Regions from separate parts of the Mus musculus genome. Here region 2 is linked to region 1. A link is a contact called in public Hi-C data. All regions are on one chromosome and are shown on one strand. Each heading gives the region's core, a stretch centred on a gene start, on an enhancer-like site or on the middle of the called end of the contact. The rest is flanking DNA. Distances are from core to core; before and after follow the strand shown. Region 1 holds the start of Zfpm1 (zinc finger protein, multitype 1). Region 2 holds the start of Irf2bp2 (interferon regulatory factor 2 binding protein 2).

What was found. A called contact is a pair of places that touch in the nucleus more often than the background predicts.
Region 2: a Hi-C map of B cells shows a contact between it and region 1, with 6 read pairs. The contact joins the promoter of Irf2bp2 here to the promoter of Zfpm1 in region 1.

The regions. Positions count from the first base shown.
Region 1 is chr8:122,280,382-122,284,690 of GRCm38.p6, reverse strand. Zfpm1 (zinc finger protein, multitype 1) reads right to left here and starts at 2,550. Exons shown (of 10, transcript NM_009569.4): 1 at 2,169-2,550. The coding sequence starts at 2,208. Gm39269 (a long non-coding RNA gene) reads left to right here. Exons shown (of 3, transcript XR_879285.3): 1 at 1-270. RefSeq lists enhancers at 1-328, 1,693-1,936.
Region 2 is chr8:126,592,170-126,596,478 of GRCm38.p6, reverse strand. Irf2bp2 (interferon regulatory factor 2 binding protein 2) reads left to right here and starts at 2,493. Exons shown (of 2, transcript NM_001164598.2): 1 at 2,493-4,039. The coding sequence starts at 3,043. Gm31546 (a long non-coding RNA gene) reads left to right here and starts at 311. Exons shown (of 2, transcript XR_388210.1): 1 at 311-604; 2 at 817-2,214.

The DNA of each region.
Region 1 (4,309 bases), core at 1,301-3,800:
CCTGGCCTATCATGTCAGCCATCTGGCTGGCTGAGGCCGCGCTCCTGCTTCGCCCTCCCCCCTCTCCCACGTTTGAAGTTAATAAATGGAAACGCTATCGCGGCTGCCATCGGTTGCAAGCCTTATCAGCACGGCACATCTATCTTTGCGCAGAACAAAAGGCGCACAGAGGCAAGCGGGCAGCTGCAACCCGGCTTTGGTGGGGGCGTGGAGGGCGTCGGCCCCTAGAGCTCAGCCTGCTTCCCCTCCGCACCCTGAGACCCGCCACAGGTGAGGCCAAGGCACCAGGCGAACAGCTGTGAGGGCCTCACGCATGGCCTTGAGCAGAGAGCAGGCGGGCAGGCGCCTCCGCATGGTGACAATCAACGTTCGCATCTTAACGCGTTTAGATCTGCTAGGGGAGGAGGGGCCCGGGCCACGAGTTGCACAGAGGGCTCTGAGCCGCCCCTCGCCCCCCCAGGCCTGCTCTCCTCTTCTGCTCGAGTCGTGGGGCACTGTGAGGGGATCGGAGGGGCTCTCCTGCACAGTCTCGGTCCTAGATCTCAGAGTATGGGGTTTCGCTGACCCAAGTGGGTTGGGCTCTGCTGGGCTCCTGCGGGCTTATCAGCGCTGGCGATCCGTTCCCAACCTGAGATCTCCCTGCCCTAGCTATCTGCATTTCTCATCAAACTGAAACACACACACACACACACACACACACACACACACACACACACACACGCACACGCTCACGCTCACGCACACACACATACACGCGAGAACAGAACCCAGCAGAGGCGCACAGGCGAGGAGGGGAAAAAGAAACCAGAGAACCAGCACAGATCGGGACCTGTGGGTGGCTTTAATTCTTCAGCTGACATGATAGAAGGAGACTTTCGGAAAACAGGTCCAGCACGCATTTGGGGAGTCGGGTTACCAGAACCCAGATTCCTCCCCGTCCCCCCCCACTTCAGTAGGGGGTACTCTCACAAGCTAAAATGCACACTTGGTCCTGGTGGCAGTGTGATGTGGACAGAGGAGGTAGCTCAGGCGTCTGGAGCTGGAAAGCCGGATGCCCAGCCCCCCTCCCGTCACCTCCTGGGCAGCCCAGATGACCTGTCGCTCTCGCCAAAGGGAAGCTCCGGGGAGGAAGCCCCGCGCCCTGCCGGGAGAGGCGCGAAGTTATTATTGGTGTGGCGTGGGGAGGAGCTCTTCCTGTGTGCTTACTCGCTCCTAGAGCAGCCAAGAGGCCCCGCAACCTGGTAGCCCCAAGAGCCCAGGAGGGTCTTACTGTAGGGGGGCACGGATGATGTAGGATTATAGGGTCTGCCTTGCTCGGGAAAGTGCCCACGGGAGAACCTGCGAGAAACTTCACTCGGGAACAACGTTTGAGTGCCTGAGGTCCCTGGATGGTTCAGGATAACCCCTCGGATGGAGGTGGAGAGAGCGGTGCCCATGGGCATCCATTCGTGTAGCGTTGTTAGGGGCAGTTGGTGGGTCGGATCTCCACATGTCCCCCAGCAGGCAGAGGTCGGATCGAAAACTCCAGAGCCGGAGCGGATAAAGGGGGTTTGGTCAGCCAGTGCCAAATGCCTAGGTTGGAGCAGCCTCCACTACCTATTCCGCTGCCTTGTCGCTCTGCAGCCAAAGCGCTGCGGTGGGCGCCGGCCGGTCCCCGCAGTCCCAAGTCCCCCTTACTCCCAGGTCTTTCTCCTTCTGCCTCTAGATACAAAGCCTGGGAGAGTCAAGCACGCCAGATAAGATCACAATTTCAGCCCGTCCCGACAGAGCGATCTTATCAGGATGGGACTTGCAGAATGGAATATTTTAAACTTTATCTGAGCCCAGATCGGGGCCGCCCTATCGCCGCACCATCTCGGATGCGGGGGAGGTGCAGGCTGCGAGGTGGCCCGGCTCTGCTGGAGCCGCGCCCCCAGACACTCTCCTTCCGGCTCTCGGGACCCGCCACCCTCTCTGGGGCCCGGACCCCCTGGGTGCCCATGCTGAGACGCGGGGGCCCTGCCCGCCGGCAGAGATTAGATTACGGCGCGCTTGGCACTCGGCGCGGGGGGCGCGGCGCGGGGTGAAGGTCGCGGGCGCAGCGGGGTTGGGCGGCCGCGCAGGGGCGGCGCGGGGCGGCGGGGCGCCAGCGGGGGTCTGGCGGGCACCACGGGCAAAGTTTGACTCACGCTTGATCTGCCGGGGATTGCTCTGTTTCCTCCTGGACATGTCTCCGGCGCCGCGCGCCCTCGCGGCGGCCGCCTCTAGCCCCTGGCGGGCGGCGGCGGGCGGCAGGGGCGCGGCGGGGTAGCGGGGCGGCTCATGCCCCCGGCCCGCGGGCTCCACGGCTGCCTCGGCCCGCGCCCCCAGCCCGCCGCGCCGCGCGTGGGCCGCCGGCGCCGCCGCGGAGGCCCGAGGCCACGGCCCTGCGCTCGGGCGCGCGGACTGCCCGGCGGGCGGCGGGCTGGTGGCGGCTTCTCTGCTCCGGCGCAGACGCCGCCGCCGCCGCCGCTCAGCTTTTCTCAATGGAACCTGCGAGCCGCGAGCGGCGAACCGGCGGCCGCCGCCAGGGCGCTCCCCGCAGGCTGGCCAGGCGGGCGGGGCCTTCGCGTAGCTGGCGGCGGGCCCCGCCTCTCGCCACGCCCCGGACCGTCCTCCGCGGTAGCGCCTTCCCACCCGTGCTGACCCCGCCCTCAGGCCGTCCTTCCCACTGGCCCCGCCCCAAACTAGCGCTCGTCTTTTCTCTGCTTGCACCGACTTCCGCGTACTCACCCAGCCTGGGCCGGGCCTTCTGTCCTCGCGCTGGCTCCACCCCTCATCTGTGCTCCTCGCGCTGACCCCGCCCTTCAGCCGATTCTTCCCACATTGGTCCCGCCCTTCGGCCGTCCCTCCTCGCGTTGACCCCGCCCCTCAGCCGTCCTCCTCACATTGACCCCCGCTCCTCAGCCGTCCTCCTTTCGTCGACCCTGTCCCTCAGCAACCTTATTACCCTGATCCCGCCTATCAGTTGTCCTCCCCACGTTGTCCCTGCCCCTGCCCCGCCCTCACAGTGACCCTGCTCCTCAGCTACACTCTCTTGTTGACTCCCTTTGCTCGTCCTCCTCACAAGAGCACAGCCTCAGCTGTCCTCAAACTGATCCCGCCCCTTTACTAGTCCTTCCCACGGGCTCCGCCCCTGTATTCCTTGCCACCCTGCTGGCCACGCCCACAACCCGCCCTTCCAGGTGCTGGCTCCGCCCACGTCTCCTCCTTCTTTGCCTTCGCCACGCCTCCGTAGGCCCGCCTTCTCCCTGGCCCCGCCTCTGCTCCGTAGTCCTTCGCACAGGCCTGGTCCTTCCCCGCCCCCAACACAGGCCTTGCCCACGTCTGTCCAATCCTCAGCTTTGTCCTCACCTCCTCCGGGCTGGCCCCTGGGCTGGCCCCAGGTCGCGCCGGCCTTGTCCCGAATTCCCACCCTCGTTTCTAGATAGACCTCTAGCCTTCTTAGTTAGTTGTAGTTTCCTGAGGTTATGTCCGCAGGCCTATTTAGGACTTGGAGACCTGTTCTGCCCCTTGGAGACCTGTGCAGCAGCCCCGCGGCACAGGCCCCTAGCTTGTCTGGCCCTGCCCCTCCGCTCTGGAGCTCCGCCCCCATGGCTTAAGTTGTGCTGCCCCTTGAAGCTGTGCCTTTCAGGGAGCCAGCAGTGGGGTCTGGATGCCCGAGGCCTGGACACTAAATTTTTGCTGGACTTTGAAAGTTGACAGAGACTCTGATCCAGAAGGAAGCTTCAGTATGAGATTTGCAGCTTCCGATGACTGTGGGTAGCCTCAAGTGGTTCAGTCTTATGCCTAATTGGAGGGGAGGGGAGGGAACCTCAGGTTTTTCCTTCTTGAACTCAGACCTGCCCGGAAATCCGGGAGGAGCCAGAGGTCAGCTGGCCTTGTTTAACCGCAGCCGATGCCACAGTGAACATCTGCCAAGGAGGTGTTCCCCCATTCCCCCAGCTTCCTCTGCTGTCACAGCCTAAGGAGGCAGGTTTCCAGTGCCCACGCAGTGTGCTCCAGACCCAGGTCAAGAATGTGCCTCTTGTTCTGTGAGGATATTGAAACTTGAGACATGCACAAGATCAACGCAGCTTCGGATGGGGTCATGTCCTCATCCAAAGCAAACCAAATGGGCACCGTTGATGTCTACTGCCTCTCTTCATAGCACACAGAGAATCAGAAAGGTCTCCACAGAGAAGACACATGGTCCCCCACCTACCTGGTAGGCAGTCTTCGGTTGGTACAACTGTCACCATCCATGTCCCCTTGGAAGTTTGCCAGATGCCAGGTACCAGGCGTTCTGGGT
Region 2 (4,309 bases), core at 1,244-3,743, 4.3 Mb before region 1:
GCAGTCTACGTGACTAAAACATACCAACTTCCTCTTTCATAAGTCGTCACATGGTGAGCTACAATTACAATTCCTGCCTTGTCTGTGCGAATTGCAGACGCATTGCCTCACCCTAGAAACCCCGCTCCTGTGTGTGGAGGAGGCAGGCTGTAACTCCAGCAGCAGCCGCTTTGGACAGGATCCAGCTCCAGTCTGCAGCGGGAGGGAGGGTAGTGGGTGGAAGACAGAAACAAAGCTATGTTTACTTAGCATACATCGATTAAAAAAAAAAAAAAAAAAAAAAAAAACCGGCTCCGGAGTTACATGAAAGGCCAGGCATCATGAAAGGCTGTTGATACAGTATAAGGGTTTGCTGCCCTGGATCCAGGACCTACCTTAACCCCCTGGAGCCGGGTTGCTTTTTATGAAGGACAGCCCAGATCTAAAATAGCCTTTCCATTTTCCAGCAGGCAGGCATCTGGAGGGGGTGGAGGGAGGCTCCCCCCCCCCGCCCCCCCTGCGCACAGCTCTAACAGCTCAGTTTCAACATGAAGCCAGTGTGAAATACAAAGGAAATGCCGGTCTTTTGGAGAAGCTCCACTTCGCATTTCTCAAGGCAGACATTGTATGTACCTCGGCAATTCTATTTTGGGTTGTAGTGGCGGCTTTCCCTGGAGAGGGCATTGTGGGCTGCTGGCAGGTGGACCGAGTACAATCAGGCCAGGCTTTCAAGGGAGGTTCTGCTTTGTTTTAATGTTTCTGTGTCTGCCTAGTGGGCCATCTCTCAGGGCACTGAGATGACTCTGCAGTCAGGGCAGCTTCATCTCCTCCACTCAGGTTCTGCACGGTCAAAATCACGTGCTCAGATGAGTGACACAGGGTCTTGGAAGAGAGTGACCAGACTGACAGGTCCTGGAGCAGGTGCCCAAACCAGCTGGCACCAGCTGCTTCTGGGAATGGATCCGGGTAGGCCCCATTCCAGGCTTGGAGAGGGTGAGGCAGGCTTGTGACTGGAAGGGGAGCTGGGGAGGCCCTTGACACAGATGTACCTTCTCTGGAAAGCCCCGAGAGAGACGTTCAAGGTTAGCCTGTGGACGCCCTTGGCATCTGGCGCTAAGCTTTCTGTGCCACCTCCAACAGGTTTATTCTTGTGCTCTAAACAGCTCTCTGGGCTGCTTCTCTGTGGGGCGTGTTTCCTCTTGTGGCTATTCTTTGAAGCAACCTGGCATTTTTCAATAGCAGCCACCGGAGAAAAAAAGGTCAGCAGATTTTTCCCCCCTCCCTTTCCACCTTCCAATCCAGTTGTAGGAAAGCTAATGTACTTAGTACCCTGCTCTTCCCACACTTAACCAGCCCATTCCAATCTTGGGGAGAGAGGTGGACCTGCGTTGTTCACCACAAAAGCAAAAGCGGCTCTTACTCAGAGTAGTAGGTCTCAAATCAGAGCCTGACTGACCGACCACTGACAGCACACACCAGTCCCTGCTCCCTACCAAAGTGTACAATTCGGTGTTCCGTCCACTCTGGGCAGCCCTCACTGCCCAGCGTGGAAGGGAACAACGAAGCGATGCTGCCAGGCGCGTCTGTGCCCACTGGGCTAAGCCGGATGGTACAACAGACAGCCAAGTCCACCCGCCAGCGCACGCCCTAGGCGCAAAGGGGACAGCGCGCGCCCAGAGTTGGCCACTCGAAGTTCGGCCCCGCGGAGGCGGTGGGGCAGGGCCTACTAGCCAGAGACCGGGGGCGGGTCCTGAGCCGTGACGCGGTGCGCTGCAGAGCCCAGATCCCTGGAATGTGCACTAGCTCGGCGCGGCCCCAGGGCCCGCGGCGCTGGGCACGTCTTATGTGGAGTTTGCGCAGTGGCAGCGTCCCTTGCCCACGTCACGCGCTCGCTGCACAGACCTACATAAGACGCTGGGCGGCGGCGCCTGAGGAGCCTCGGGCCTGTGCGTCCTCCTTTCAGTGCACGCGCAAAAGAGGCCGGGCCTGCCTGAGCACTAAGTTTTTGTAAAACTTAAAGGGGCAGCGGCAGTGTGTAGTTGCTTCCTCGACCAAAACAGGGCAGAGTGTTGATAGCGTGCGCGCGCCCAGCTGAAGCCAAGTGAGACGCTAACAAGGAAAAGTCCAAAGTGCGCCTCGCTATGCTCCAAATTCCATGCTCAGGAGGCTGCCAGTAACCAAGTGATAAAGTGGCATTGCATGTAAAATAAAACAGTTTGCACGATTTAATCGAAAGAACAGGGCCATGGGTTGGAGCATCCTGGCTGGGTAGGCGGGGTGACACGGGACTCTTGGGGACGCGAGCTGCACACCTGCGGCGCTAGGGCCGCGTGAACTGGTCTGCGCCTCAGTCCCGGCGCGCACGCGATCGAGAAACGGAAGAATCCAGGGTGGCGCGCGAGAGAGCGCAGAGGGAGGGAGGGAGGGAAGGAGGGCGGGCGCACGGGGCCGCGCGCGCCAGGGAGGGAGGGGGCCGCGCAGGCGCCGTGCAGAGCTGTCGAAGAATCAAGTCTGTAGAAGTGGAGCGGCCGCGGCGGTAGCAGCAGCAACAGCGGCGGCGCAGGAGCTGAGGCGCAGTGGGTGCTGTGCAGCGGCCGCGCCGGGGCCCGGGACCGAGCTGCACGCCGCCGCGCGCGGCATGCCCCGCCGCTCGGGCTGAGCTGCCCCGGCGGCTGCCCCGCGTCCCCCGTACCTCGCGCGGCTCTGCGCCCCGGGCGCCAGCGCGACCTGCTGCGCTCGCGGCCCGTCTTTGCCCCGGTCTGGAGGCCCCAGCCCGCGGCCCCGGCCGAGCCGCCGCCCCCGCGCGCGCCGCGCCGCCCCGCCGCCCGTGGGGACCTGCAGGCGCGCCCCGCCGCGCGCCCGCCGCCCCTCGTGCCCCGGGGGCGCCGCGCGGGCGCCGCGCCGGCCCGGGCTCTGCCGCCGCCGCCTCCTCGCCTGCGGCCGCCGCCGCCGCTAGTCGCGCAGACGCGGGCTTGGGCCGGCCGGCGCGCGCGCGCGGGATCCACGGGGGGCGGCGGCGTCCCCTCACCCGGCTCCTCCTGCGGCGCGGCGGGCTGTGCGGACATGGCCGCGGCGGTGGCGGTGGCGGCCGCCTCTCGGCGCCAGTCGTGCTATCTGTGTGACCTGCCCCGCATGCCCTGGGCCATGATCTGGGACTTCACGGAGCCCGTGTGCCGCGGCTGCGTCAACTACGAGGGAGCCGACCGCGTGGAGTTCGTCATCGAGACGGCCCGCCAGCTGAAGCGTGCTCACGGCTGCTTCCCGGAGGGCCGCTCCCCGACCGGTGCACAGCCCGCAGCCGCCAAGCCACCGCCACTGTCGGCCAAGGACCTACTGCTGCAGCCGCCGCCGCAGCTGGGCCACGCGGGCGCCGAGGCCGCGCGCGCTCAGGCTATGGAGCGCTACCCGCTGGCGCCGGATCGTGCCCCGCGCCTGGCCTCCGACTTCAGCACGCGTGCGGGTGCAGGCCTCCCACAGTCGGCCGCGCAGCAGTCCGCGCCGGCGAACGGCATCCTGGTGCCCAACGGGTTCTCCAAACTGGAGGAGCCGCCGGAGCTGAATCGCCAGAGCCCGAACCCTCGGCGTGCACACGCCGTTCCGCCCACTCTGGTGCCTCTGGTCAACGGTTCTGCCGCGCTGGGGTTGAGCGGCCGTGCTGCGGCCACACTGGCCGCGGTGAGCGGAACACCGGGCCTGGGAGCTCAGCCCGCCGAGTTGGGCACCCACAAACGCCCGGCGTCTGTGTCGAGCGCGGCGGCGGAGCACGAGGCGCGCGAGCCGAGCAAGGAGAAGGCGCAGCCCGCGCACCGGAGTCCGGCCGACAGCTTATCCAGCGCGGCCGGGGCCAGCGAGCTGAGCGCCGAGGGTGCAGGCAAAGGCCGCGCGCCCGGGGAGCAGGACTGGGCCAGCAGGCCTAAGACGGTGCGGGACACGCTCCTGGCGCTGCACCAGCACGGCCACTCGGGGCCCTTCGAGAGCAAGTTCAAGAAGGAGCCGGCTCTGACTGCAGCAGGCAGGTTGTTGGGTTTCGAGGCCAACGGGGCCAACGGGTCTAAAGCAGGTAGGGGCGACTGCGGGGCGAGGGGAGAAGGGATGGAGGGCGTGGGGTTAGAGGCAGCGTTTGAGCGCCCGCCCACCCGTGTGTGTGTGTGTGTGTGTGTGTGTGTGCGCGCGCGCGCGTGCGTGTGTGCGCGTGGGTGGGTGGGTGGGTGGGTGGGTGGTAGGGATCCATTCTTCCATGCACAGTTTTGCCTTAATCCAGAAACAACAAACAGCCAACTTCCTGGTCGGCCCGGGGCTGAACCAGAGCTTAGTGGCAACGTGGTCCCTC